2 separate regions of the Mus musculus genome follow, and region 1 is linked to region 2. A link is a contact called in public HiChIP or PLAC-seq data. All regions are on one chromosome and are shown on one strand. The core of a region is the stretch at or near the end of the contact, and the rest is flanking DNA. Distances in the headings are between cores, read along the strand shown. Region 1 overlaps Scnn1a (sodium channel, nonvoltage-gated 1 alpha). Region 2 holds the start of Iffo1 (intermediate filament family orphan 1).

Region 1 (6,565 bases), core at 1,892-4,391, 190 kb before region 2:
CCGGGCCACAGGAGCATCAGTTTCCTGTCACCTCCAGTGTGCCTGCACAGCACTGGGAAGTAGACCTATGCTTTGTCACCTAAGCCAACAGTCCCATTCTGCATCATGCAAGACCACACCAACAGTGATGGCAGGCCTGAGATTTACATATGTGATCTTGTGTGTTCTTATTTTATTTTCTTCTAAAAAACCAAAACCAAACCCTCCTAAGCTCTGTTTGTTTGTTTGTTTTCTAAGAAATATTTACTTATTTTATGTATATGAGTACCCTGTTGCTGTCTTCAGACACACCAGAAGAGGGCATCAGATTCCATTACAGATGGTTGTGAGCCACCATGAGATTGCTGGGAATTGAACTGAGGACCTCTGGAAGAGCAGTCCGTGCTCTTAACCGCTGAGCCATCTCTCCAGCCCCCTAAGCTCTGGCTTTAAGATCCATCCATGATGCTCCACTGGGTCTGCCGACACCACGTGCCATACGCCTTCCATGATGAGACTCCGCTACACTGTGCCCTTCTCCTCTCCCAGTCAGCGGGGATCCCAGGCCGCAGGGACAGTGGTGATGGACCTGGGATTCAGATCCAGGCGTTTACCTGTTAGACCGGCTTCTCCTCTGACCTCATCACTTGCTTCTTTGTGTCTTCTAATGTTATACTAAGACTCGTGCAATGCTCTTAACTTCTTAGCATCTAAATCTTGGTTCTCGGTGCATCAATGAGGGAAATGGAGAGATGCAGGAAATCAGCGTAGAGGAGGGAACAAATGCCTCAGTGAGCGTGGGGCTGAAGGGAGGAAGTTCAGAGCACAGGACAGAATGAAGCCAAGCGTTCTCCACAGGCCCCTGTGCATCAGATTAATAGGTCCAGTGATAACAGCCCTTCTCTAACAGGCTTGGGAGTCCAGCGGAAACCACACAGTCACACTACCGCAGCAGACAGACAGATGGACAGCAAATCACAGGTTCTAAGAACTATGTAGGGGAGAAGGGATCTGTGTTCTACTCCCTGCCAAGTGGGAAATAGCAGTGGGAACCAGACAGGAGGAAAATAAGACTCTGGCCTGTGACCAGTAGAGGAGGGAGAGGGGCCAATGACCAGAGGTGGGTGTGTCTCTGCTCATGTGGCTTTGAACCAGCCCCATTTCCCAAGGTCATCCTCTTCCTCTCTAAAATGAGGAGAGCAAATCTAGAAGGCCCAGGGTGGTCTACTGGCTTTGAAAACCAAAGGCAGGCATAGGGCATGAAACATAGGGGTTCATGTTAGGCTGTACTGAAAAGCCAGCATTTCTAGAGGTGGGCTGGATATGGAAAGAAAAGCTATATCTTAAAGGGCCACTGATCCCCACTCACTGGGAGGGGGGAAGGGCACACTGTGGTGGGTCTTAAATACCGAGCTTAAGAAAGTTTTATTTTGTATTTTAGAAGAAGATAAAATAAGATCTTATAACACACAAGATCACTTATGTAGGTAAAATATAAATTTTGTAAATGCACATATAAGAAAATGTACATTAAACACATTAGTGCAACATCCATTGAGAAGCCAAATCATGTAATGGTTAAGAGTAAAGCCTTGAGCAAGATGGCTCAGCGGGCAGAGGTGCTTGGCCCAGCAAGATGGCTCAGTGGGCAGAGGTGCTTGCTGCCAAGACTGACAACTTGAGTTCAGTCTCCAGGATCCACATTGCAGAAGGACAGAACTGACTTCCACAGGTCCTCTGACCTCTACAAGTACACCACATCATGTATGTGTATCCGTGTGTGTGTCCGTGTGTGTGTGTGCAGATATGTAATAATAATAATAAGAAGAAAATCTCACCTAGGCGTGGTGATGAGCTCCTGTGATCTAGCACTCGGAAGGTTGGTACAAGAGCATTGTTGCCAGTATGAGTCTACTTGGGGCTACACACTACATAGCGAGTTCCAGATTAGCATGGGATAAGAATGAGCCCTTGTCCAAAAAAGGGGGCTCTAGCGTGCAGCTCCTTTTGAGTAAATTCTAACTGTAGCAAACAGTAGAAAGAAAGCCAAGCAAGGTCTTTACTCTCCTCCTCTGACAAATGAAGACCACATACACAGGTAGGACAGAGAACTGAGGGCTAAGTTAAAGTATCAGTACTTAGTGAGCTGTATTAGCTTCCCACTAAGGTGGTAGGGATTGGTTACGTTGCCTAAAGGGATAAAGGCAAACAGACAGGTGAGATGGCCCAGCTGGGAAAGGCGCTTGCCACCAAACTTGCCGCCTTAATGGTTGAGAAAGACGACTCCTGAAAATTGTCTTCTACCCACTCACATGCACAAATACAAACAAGTAAGGGTAGTTTTGTCTGCTTGCTTGTTTGTTTGTTTGTTTGTTTGTTTATAAGGTAGACAATAACAAGCAGAGGTTGTAGAAAATGTAGATCCCTCAGGGTTGCTGCTGAGAACATAAAGACCTGTATCCCTGGGCAGAGTCCAGCAGCCTCCAAAATGCTAAACAGCTCTGTGACCCAGCACTGCACTCTGGGTGCATTGCAAGCAAAACCAAAACATTACCAGTATAAAATCTTACTCAGGCTCATAAAGGCCAAAGAGTAGGCATGTTCATGTCAGAAAGCTGTGGTGTGTCTGTACAACACAGCCCAGTGTTAATTGCTCATATGTGAGTTCTGACATGTGTCAGCACAGATAAACCTGGAAAACATATGCTAAGTGAAAGAAGTCACCAGTCACAAAAGATACTATATGTGTGTGTGTGTGTGTGTGTGTGTGTGTGTATATATGTATATATGTATACACATACACACATATATACATACATATACACACATATGTATATACCTATATACACATACATATGTATACATATGTGTGTATATACATATGTGTATATATACATGTATGTGTATGTGTGTGTGTGTATATATATATATATATATATATATATATATCCCAGAACCTAATAAATGTTAGACGATCAATCTACTACTGAATTGCATTACTAGCCCTTGTGTGAAATCCCCACAAAGAACAGTCCATTGAGACAAGAAGGCAGATTAGTGGTTCCCAGGGCTTGAAAGGGATGGAATGGGGAACTGCTAAGAAGTAAATGGGTTCCTTGAGGGTGGGTGAAAAAAATGTTCTAAAATTAGATAATGACAGTAGTTGCACAACTCTAAACATATTTAAAAACCACTAAAGTGTCCATATGAAAGGGAAGACTTTAACTACGTGTCATTAAGGAGAAGATTATGTCTGAGGACAGAGCTCAGCAATGGAGAGCTTGCTTGCATGTTGTGGGCTCTGGCTTTGATCTTCAGAACAAAAAAACAAAAGGAGAAAGAAATCCAAAAGAGAAGAGGAAGGAGAAGGGGAGGGTCCAGGAGACCACGAAGGGAGGGAAGAGGGTCCAGGAGGCCATGAAGGGGAGGGTCCAGGAGACCTCAAAGGGAGGGGGGAGGGTCCAGGAGGCCATGAAGGGGAGGGTCCAGGAGGCCATGCTAAGGAAGTGTAGTTAGACTCAGCAAGCCACAGGAGACTGCAGAGGATTTTAATATATTGATTGTATGCGTGTGAGTGCTCTGCCCACTTGCACATCTGTGTTCCACGAGCATGCCTGGCACCTCTGGAGGCCAGAAAAGGGTATCAGGTCCCGTGGATCTGGAGTTAGGGACAATTGTGAGCCGAATTATGGGTGCTAGGAACGGAACCTGGGTCCTCTGCAAGAGCAGCCAGCGCTCTTAGTCTGAGCCTGCGGAGTCTCTCCAGTTCCTACTTTGGAGGATTTTGAACAGGACTGACTGGAATAGTTAATATCACAAACGTACGCTCCCTGCTACGTTTCAAATGTGCCTCTCAATTCTTGGGTTGGAAAATTACTTCCCAATATGTTGGAGATGGGATCCAACAAGAAGAGACAGGACCATGGAGTGAATCCTCATGAGCGCATCCACGGAGTCCTGAGAGGGTTAGCTATGAACACATGGACGTTTGCTGGGTCGGCCCGCCCTTCCTGACCCTCTTTCCCAGACTCACTTTCCCTTCCCCTTTCTGCTTTGTTACGCATGGGAGCGTCACCAGGTTCCCGCACCAGGCTCTCAGGCTTTTTAACCCCTAGTACTATAAGAATGAGCTTCTTCTTCTTCTTCTTTTTTTTTTTTTTTCATAAACCAACCAGTCTGTAGTATTCTGCTATAGCAACAGAAATAGACAAAGACTTCTGTGAAGAATGAAGGGAAAACTTGGGGGCAGAAAGTTAGATAGTTTACAGAGTTGTCCCAACAGGCCTCGTGGGAAAGGAGATGACAAACTGAGGACCGGACCTGCATGCCAAGACTAAGATAAACAGTGGACTTGGGGGCAAGGGAGGCAAGGGCTTGGAGTGGACAAAGGTGGGAGATAACAGGGAGGCTTGGCAACAGGACAGGTACTGCTGGCCTAGGCTTAGCTGCCTCGCTTCCCAGCTGCGACTGTTTATCCCCAAACAAACAAAGAACAGGACCAAGCCATGGGATGGGCATGTGAGCACACAGAGTGAAAAGCCAGAGAAGCAGGTGACACCTGGTCCTGCTGCCACTCTCGGGTGGCACTGGAGGGAAGGGTCCCCTGTAGAGACACCGCCTCAGTGCCAGCCAGAAGCAAGAAGGTGGCCCTTGAAAACCCGGGAGCAGAGGTGGAGGAGAAAGCAGGAATATGCAGCCAGAGGCTACAGAAGGGAGAAGGAAGTCCCTCACTTCCCTCTTGTATCAGCGCTTAGAGGGCCTGAGCTGGTGGCCGTGACCTCTTTAGATAGATGCTATGACAGGGGCCCTAACAGAAATTATCCCTGAGGGACAGTGGGCTGTGGAGAATCCTTAGGCCGGCCTGAGCCTCTGGGAGTGTCTCTTCCTTCACCTGTTTGGGTACAAGACGACGACTGACCCCCACCATACCCTAGAGTGTATAAAGTAACCTCACATTTGTCATCTTATACATGTGACATGACTCTTAAGGTGGGTATTAGCATCGTGGTCTTCATCACTTTAGTAAAAATGCCAATCAGGCAAGGATTGAACATATTTTTTTTCCTGTAATACATCCCAGATGCCTACAACAGAGTCTGGCACATGGTCCACACAATCAGAAATATTTACTGAATAAACCTTCTCTCTTGTGTTTGGATTTGTGTCCATTTTACAAAGAAAAGGCTCTGCAAAACGATGTGAAATGGAAGCGTCACCAGACCATGAAGGGACAAAGGGACGGAACAGTCATGGGAACTCTGGTTGGGACCTGCCGTCCATGGATCTTACCACACGCCCGTCTACAGGTGACATGCTGGGCACAGACTTGGGCACCTGCCTTGGATCATTTCCTCGCCTAACCACAGAGAACTTCCTGAGCCCTCAGGAGGACCCAGGATAGGAGATTCTGAGGAACAACGGAGCCAGCAAGGGGGCCTACTCACGCCTGATTGCAGGGGGCCTGGTTGAAACGACAGGTAAAGATGAAGCTGCCCAGGGCTTCTTCCTCTAGAGCAGGCGAGGTGTCGGGCAGTCTGGACAGAATGTTGATGTAATGGAAGCGGTACCATTCTCTCACGGCATCCACCCCGGATGAGTATGTCTGGTAGAAGCAGTCTGATTTGTTCTGGTTGCACTGCACAGAGACAGGAGTGTCAGTGCATGTCAGAGACAGTGCACCAAGGTCAAGGACTGAGAGCTGAGGTGTTCTGAGGGCTGATGGGCATGTAGGTACAGGGAACAGGGTGTGGGTAGAACAGAAGGGGAGAAACACTTCCCTAGAAGCCCCTAGGAGAGGTGGCCAGAGGACCCTGGGATTGAGGTAATGGTAGGCAGTGCCTCCTCACTGTAATTACTTATGCAACCAGGTAGGAAGAAGCAAGAATTCTCCCCTTTCACTGGTGCAAGAAAGCTTCTGGGATCAGACTTTCGTTCCCACAACAGAGGTGATCCTAGAACTTCCGTGTGCTGGTGGTACAGCCCATCTCTCCGGGGCCTCCCTCTCTCCTTCACTAGATGAGCCTCTGTCCCATTTCCTCCTACCCATCCTTTTTAGTCTACATGTTTATTAGGGTGCAGGGATGTAGCTCAACAGAAGAGACCCTGCCAAGCACGGACAAGGACCTGGGTTACACACATACACACAGAGACATGCACACACACACACATGCATCTCATTTTACTGTCTAAGTGTCTCATTTACTTGCCTTCTGTTACAGACTTGAAGAACTTCAGTTCTTCACAGGAGGGTCTCAATTGAGTCCCATCAGTAGGGACTAGAATTCAGAAACGTATATTTTCTGCAACAGATTTCACTTCTCGACATTTATCCTCTGCTAACATTCATTCATTCACTCATTCACTCATTCACTCATTCATTCATTCATTCATTCATTCATTCATTCATTCATTCATTCATTCATTTATTCACGTATTGGTGTTACCCGCTGGAAAGTCCATCAGGCCTTTCAGTTTGAAGGAGTAGGCGGTCCATGGGACCGAGCAAGCTCGTAGGCGGGTCCTGGACCGAGGGGCGGGGCTTACCAGTTGGAAGCCGATTTTCCAGTCCTTCCTGTCCACTTGGGGA
Region 2 (6,912 bases), core at 2,805-5,304:
CCGGCCCGGTTCCGCCAGCTGTCTGGCTGGTCTCATCCCCCACCTCCTGCCCACACACCAATCCACCATGTCCCCCCTATGACCCAGTCTCCCACCTTCAGTGGCACAGATCCGGTCTCCCGCTCCTGCCCGCACAGACCAGAGCTTGTTAGGCTGTGCCCTGCCTCCTGTGAAAGCATCTGCAGGACACAGGCTGGGTCAAGAGCTGCTCAGCAGCCTGGCTGGGAGCAAAGTCCTTCCCCACCCAGCCCCTTGAAGTGAGCTCTAAGAAGGTCACAGGGCTGGCGTGATGTCCCCCCAGCAGCGTGAAAAAAGTGGGCACGGGAAGCTAGCTATTGCTGAATAACCGCACGCAGGGGAAAGGGAACCGTGAGTGGGTGAGAAGGCACGGCCAAGCTGTACAGCATCTCTCACCCAGAGCTCAGACCCACACTGTCAGCAGGCCGAAGGCACTTGCTATGGAGCAGTGACTATGGGGCGCTCGCTACCCAGGGCTAGGTGCACATTCCATCGTCATGGAGATGGAAGCTGGGGTGCTGCTTGACCATGCAGGTTCAGCACCCAAGGCAATGCCTGTGTGCGTGATCTCATCACTTCCGCCTGCACTCTGCCTGCACAGGCTTCTTCTGGCCTCAGAAAGGAGGGCAACGGAGCTGAAGAAGAAGACTCGAAATGAGACCCATGGAGAGGAGGCAGCCGAGGACAGCCTCTGCAGTCAGGAGGACTAAGCTCTCGGGCCCCTTCTCTCCTTGCTCCTGCCCCTCCCTCGCCCTCTCGGGTTCTATGACTCTCCCATGTCCAGCACCTACAGCCGCACTGCAGTGTTCCTAATAATAACTCCAGGCAGCCAGGGGAAGAGGCAGCCAGCCTAGCCACCACCCTGCAGCTGACCATGCAGCTCAGCTGTGGCCCTCCCTCACACCCTCTTATCCTGTTTCCTGCCAGCCCTGCACTCCCCCTCGCCTGCTTCTCCCTCTGTTCCAGCAGTGACAGAGTCTGATAACCTCACGTTACACGTTTTCTTACATGAGACCTTTGTCTTTGCTAGGCTCTGGTTTCTTCCTCTACAAGTATGGGATGTGGCATCCTGTGTGCCTAGAGTCTGTGAGTCTCTAGAGGAAAAGCCCATAGGATAGACAAGAGGTTACGACCCTGGCCAAGACGCGTCAGGGATGAACTTGATAAATCCCAGTGAAACACGAGCAAGTTTAAGGCAAGATGATGCTTAATGAGATGGCTCATACAGGGAAAGAAATCTGAATTATCTAGATGCCCGCAGTGGTCTCCAGCCAGGTACCGATGGGTGCAGTGTGGCCTGCATTCAAATCTCAGTTTGTTTGTTTTTTTTGCAAGGTTCCCATAACTTGGGTAGAATCTGGGCAAATTTCATAATTACTACATTTACCAAAGGCTTCGCCTGCAAATAAATCCTATATTTGAGTTGAAGGGAAAGAGCAAGGAGCATCCTTATTACTGGAAAAACTGAGCCCCAAGAAAAATATCACCCAGGCAAAGGAGCTAAAGACAGGAGCTAGGGGGTGGCGGGGCCTCCATCCCGCCCAGTTTAATAATCAAGCTCTGCATGCCATCCAGGCTAACGGAGTGGGGTGTGGGGGCACGGTGTGAGGAGCTCAGAAGGAGGGAGGGGGCACTGGGGTGGAAGGGCGAGTGTCGTGTACCATGCAATCCTAGCCGCGGGCCCTCTGCACGACCCTGTGCTGCAGTGATGAGCTAACCAGTCCCCAAGGATAACTCTTTGCTGCCCAAGACAGCTGCACCAAGGACAAACAGTCTCTGTTTTAAAAGATGGCTTGGAGAGGAGCAGCTGTTCCTAGGACTAGAGCAGAACTCCAGAACTGTCCATGCTCCACTGGCTGTTAAGCCCTTCAGGGGAGAAGGCAGGTGCGGGCAGGCCCTGGGCGGTGCCTAGAGGCTGGGATAACTAAAAACCCAAAGACATGGGCCACAGTCATGGAAGCCAGGGTGAGGATTGAACTTCAGGAAGCCTGCTGATGCATGCGATCTGGGGGATGCTAAGAGATCACCAACCCTTGAAGGTCACCCAGAGCCTACAAAGTGTTTCCAGGGCCTCCAAATAGTCCTCACACACGGCTATAACCAGATAGCGATCCCTGCCACCTTGGCCTGCACACACAGACCAGGCTATCCCCCAAAGGGTCACATTAGGTAAGACACTGGAGCCTCCAAATCTGGGCTTCCCCTCTGACCGCCACCAACTTCCTCCTCAACCAGGGCCTGGTCAGCCTTGAGAAAACTCTCTCTGCCTGTGGCCCTGTCCTGTTGCCTGGTTACCAGCCATCCAGGGAGTCCTCCTGGTAAACAGCCAGCACTCCAATGTGACATCCCTTCCTCTTAACTCTTATGTTAACCTGCTGGGGACAGGGTTCCTCTCAGAAAGCCAAACCTTCACCCTCAGAACACACAGTGCTGGTCCTGAGATAGCCGATCTGTATCTCTGTAGGGCGTGCCCATGTCCCAACTTTTTTTTTTTACTTGGTTCTGGTTGGAGATTCTTCTGATAGAGCGCCCCCACCAGCTTTATGACAGCCATCCCTTCTCCTTGTCCTAGGAGACCCCATACCCTTTCTCTCTTTTCCTGTGTGTTTTGACTGTTCCAAGCAATATCTTTAGCTTCCGGAGTCCTTGAGCCTCTTGTATGGAACCAGGGTGAGACCTGGCTTCTGGGGACATGCCTTAGAGGAGGCCCTGGGCAGGCACAGTCGCCCTTCACTACCTCCTTCCAACTTCACTTAATTTGCCTCCAGAATTAAAGCCGCATCCTTCACCCCATATGTGGAGTTTATGTCCTGAAATTGCCCCCAAGGTCTGAAGCTGGCCCGACAACCAAGACCCACAGATGCAGAGCTCTCTCGGATGTCTCCCTTTCATACCACACAACACCCCACAGTTAGCAGAGTCACGCAGACACTGCAGCCTGCATAAGACAGGGAGACATGCCAGAAGAAAGCATCAGTTCCCAGTGTTCTAGAAGGCTTCGAGCCACCAGTCTGACTTGAGAACTGTCTGTGGATTCTGGGGTCCCTGCAACCAAATCTTTCCCTGCTCCTCACTTTTCATCATCACAGGAAGTTCAACTCTTGTTAACACGATTCTTGCCCTCCGCCCCCCACCCCCCGCCCCCCACTTCTCCGTTCTAGGAACCCTCACTAACTAACTCCCTGCCCCTGTCGTGTCTGTGTGGGGCATGTCTTGAACCCTGTCCCTACCTTCGCTTGTACTCGTCCCGCTCCCGCTTCACTTTGGCCAGCACGTTGTACAGGGCACGGATCTCAGGGGTGATGGTGTCGATCTGGACGCCCACCCCGTCAGGGTGTACCCACGACAGGCCAGGCCCTTGCACCAGCGTGGGTTCCAGTCCTGGTCCAAGCCGGCGGGCGTGAGAGAAGGACCAGATGGTGCCAGGCATGAAGCGGGTCGACGAGGAGAAGGCAGTGGATGTGGAAGTGGAGGATGATGTGTGGCAGGCGGCAGAGGATGCTAAGGGTCCAGCTGGCGAGCGGGAGGGCGAGCCCAGCACCCGCGCTGATGGGGGGCACACGGCGGCCGGCCGGGAGCTCAGGGGCAGCCCCAGGGGCCGGATCGGGCTGATGAAGCCGGTCTGTACCGCCTGGTCACGGCGGGCCAGGCCCCGCCTGCCCTGCTTACCCTCCTCTAGAGCCTGCTGCAGCTGTTTCTCCAGCAGCCGATTTCGGCGCTCTAGCTCGTGCACCTTGGCTAGGAAGCAGCGAAACCGGAGGTTCAGGGTCTTCAGTACGTTGATGTTGGAGCCTAGGTCGTTGCGGAGAGCCATGGCTGCGGGGGGCGCCGGACCAGGCCCCGGAGGCGAATAGGCAGAGGGGCCGGCCGAGGCAAGCGGAGCCGAGGCTAAGTCCCCTCCCCCGGCAAAGTGGTCACCTCCCAGAGGGTCCCCCAGCGGCCCGGCCAAGCCTTGCTGCTCCTGCTGTAGGAGGAAGAGGTTGGGACCAAATAACGGATTCATGGCTGCGCCTTCTGCCGGGAGAAGGAGACCAGTGCAGCAGAGGGTGAGGAGAAGAGCCAATGAGATGCTTGTGGGATACGAGTGACCAATCAGATAGCCCGGCAGGAGGGCAAAGGTCATAAGGGAGGGAGCAGAGGGGGCCAATGAAAGGCCCTCATTAGGGCATCAGCGCTGAACCTTTCCCGGGTCTGAGGCCCCATGAGTGGGGTCAACCCCGGCAGGAGCCAGACTAGCCCTTCCCGGGGAGCCACAGCCTAAGATTCTGACTGTAGGCACAGGACCTCTGGCTCTTTAGAGACAGTCTTCCCTACTGCCCTCTCTTCTACCTGGTACCCTGGGTCGGACTCCTTTACTTTTTCCCATGAAGACTAAGAAATGGAGGGAGAAATTTACCATTTGAATAGTCATTTGAATAGTGCACAACTGTCTCTCCCCAGAGAAACCCAGGCCCACTTTCCTACAAACCGCCAGTACCCAGTCCCCTCAAAAAACACAACAGCAACTAGGAGTGGTAATATGTATATTAAATTTCATATGTATGCACAGGGGGAGGCCAGCCTTGCATCAGGATCTAAAAGTTCCAACCCAGAGACAATGTCAAGTTTCCAAGTCCATTTAAGACAACAGAGGCTGGCTGTTGCCCTTTGTCATTGATTTCCTCCTTTTTGCTGGTGGGGGCCTGGTGGAACTGTGGGGAGACACAAAGGGGGCTGAGGGTCCCTTGGAAACAGCATCTTCTTTCAGGGGAGCAGCTCCATTAGCAGGCTGCTGTGCTAACTGCTGCTTTCCTTTCTGTTTCTTTTTGGCTTCCCCAAGGGATGGAGCACAGTCCTTAGGCCTTGGGGCAGCACGGATTTCAGAGGGAGTCGGCACAGGAGGTGTTCTCGAGTCCTCAACCCTGGAAGGGGCGCTCGGCTTTGGGACAGCAGCCTCCTTAGAGGGCTTCCACTTAGGTCCCCGCTGCTTCAGCTTCTCAGACCTCTTTCGTTTGCTGTTCACGTCAGCATTCCCAGCAGACTGACTGGGCCTGGTAGACACTTGGGCATCTGGGACAGAAGGTTCAGTGGACAAGCCTGGCCCTTTGGCGATGCCGTTCAACTTCTGGAAGGGCTTCTTGGAATGTGGCTGTCTCAGCAACTGCTGCTTTGCCTTCACAGCCCCACGGGCTTTCTTGGTGGGCTGACTACCGTTCTCAGACTTTGGGGTGACCTGATCCTTCAGGTCAGGCTCTGTAGGGGTAGCTGCTGCCGAGTTTCCTGAGGTAAAAATTAAACAGATGGCTTGATCATTAAGAAACAAGGCAGGCAGATTTCTGAGTGAGGCCAGCCTGGTCTACAAAGTGAGGTCCGGGACAGCCAGGGCTATACAGAGAAACCCTGTCTCAAAAAACAAACAAACAAAAACCAAGGCAGTTGCCAGGCAGTGGTGGTGGCACAGCCTTTAATCCCAGCAATTAGGAGGTAGGGCCAGATGGATCCGAGTTCCAGGCCAGCCTTGTCAACAGAGCCAGTCCCAGGAGAGCCAGGACTACATAGAAAAACCCGGTCTTCAAACACCAAAATCCAGGCTGGTGAGATGGCTCAGTGGGTAAGAGTACCTGACTGCTCTTCTGAAGGTCCGAAGTTCAAATCCCAGCAACCACATGGTGGCTCACAACCATCTGTAATGAGATTTGACTCCCTCTTCTGGAGTGTCTGAAGACAGCTACAGTGTATTTACATATAATAATAATAATAATAATAAAAAACCTGGCAAAAAAACAAAAAAAAACCCACCAAAATCCAAAGAAACAATAACGAAGGCCCACACCTTAGGATAGTGCCCAAAAACTGACTACTCACACTAGTTCATGGTTTTTACTGAAACTATTTGCCCCACACGTTTTAAGGGATTACTACTCTTCTTGTCAGGTTTTCAGAGGAAGCTGCTCCCTCAGGAGGGCAGTATATAACAAGACATTCTAAGGAGTAAGTCCCAGGCTCTAAAGCAAGCCTAAAGCACTTGCTCGCTTGTCCTATCTCAGACTGTCATGCAATGTGGGGAACCTAGCTAGTATCAATGAGAACATCATCAAATATGGACTTCACTTATATCAAAACTTGCTTTTTCCTGGGTTTTTCTGAGACAAGGTCTTGCTATGTAGCCTAGGTGGTCTTGGACTTACTACATAGAGACCAGCCTGGCTTCAAACTCAAAAGATGCCTTTGCCTCTTAAAATGTGCTGTTTAAGGTTTTTGCACTGTGCAGAGCACCTACCTGGCAATGTTCTAAGTCTGCAGCTACTGAAAACAAAATCAGCCGGGCGTGGTGGCGCATGCCTTTAATCCCAGCACTCGGGAGGCAGAGGCAGGCGGATTTCTGCGTTTGAGGCCAGCCTGGTCTACAGAGTGAGTTCCAGGACAGCCAGGGCTACACAGAGAAACCCTGTCTCGAAAAACCAAACCAAAAAAACCCAAAAAACAAAAACCAAGCCAGAAACTACCCACTCTACTCAGGCCCTCTTCTCCTCCCTTCCGACTAACCCAAGGCAGGCAGAGCTCTGTTTCAGAACACCCCGCCCTCCCGAGCTGCAGGCCAACAGGAGGATGCCTGAGGAAACAAATTGCACAGCCACAAGCTCCATGACCTGCCAGAGCTCTGCAGTTTGTCAATCCAGTGCAGAGATGCTGGGCCAGCAGAGCCAAGAATCAAAAGCAAGCACAGCCTGCAGTGGGAATGCACTTGGGCTCTTGGTAGAAGTATGTGACGCGTCCCCCTCAACCCGCACAGTCGAGGCTCAGGGCTCAGGAACAACTGCAGCTGAGAGGATAGGGTCTTTCCTCCAAGTGCAGTGGCTGAGGGGAACACCAAGCTCCCCTCTCCCTGCCATGCTGTACCCTCTGCTCTCCACA

What was found. HiChIP or PLAC-seq counts read pairs in DNA pulled down with a chosen protein or histone mark.
Region 1: a contact with region 2 is called in an H3K4me3 HiChIP or PLAC-seq map of bone marrow-derived macrophages, with 2.9 times the contacts expected there. The contact joins the enhancer-like site here to the promoter of Iffo1 in region 2. A contact is called at or near these places in 3 of 39 promoter capture datasets (3T3-L1-derived adipocytes, the HPC-7 cell line and the SN4741 cell line), 1 of 15 datasets of contacts at CTCF or cohesin (the NIH/3T3 cell line), 4 of 484 Hi-C or Micro-C datasets (the N1E-115 cell line, cerebral cortex, granulocyte-monocyte progenitors and 1 more), 5 of 115 datasets of contacts at active chromatin or transcription factors (bone marrow-derived macrophages, embryonic stem cells, microglia and 1 more) and 3 of 9 other capture datasets (adipose tissue, liver and macrophages).

What each region holds. Positions count from the first base shown.
Region 1 is chr6:125,331,142-125,337,706 of GRCm38.p6, reverse strand. Scnn1a (sodium channel, nonvoltage-gated 1 alpha) reads right to left here. Exons shown (of 12, transcript NM_011324.2): 2 at 6,523-6,565; 3 at 5,424-5,614. Among named protein-coding and RNA genes, the nearest start is that of Scnn1a, 13 kb to the right of the region's middle. Within about 2 kb of position 3,141, at least 41 of the 459 cell types and tissues checked have an H3K27ac peak or open chromatin away from gene starts, as enhancers often do. A contact at or near this core is called in bone marrow-derived macrophages, granulocyte-monocyte progenitors and liver, where this site is marked.
Region 2 is chr6:125,142,366-125,149,277 of GRCm38.p6, reverse strand. It overlaps Iffo1 (intermediate filament family orphan 1), which reads right to left and starts at 4,054. Exons shown (of 9, transcript NM_001302779.1): 1 at 3,249-4,054. The coding sequence starts at 4,021. It overlaps Nop2 (NOP2 nucleolar protein), which reads right to left. Exons shown (of 16, transcript NM_138747.2): 16 at 4,525-5,277. The coding sequence ends at 4,637.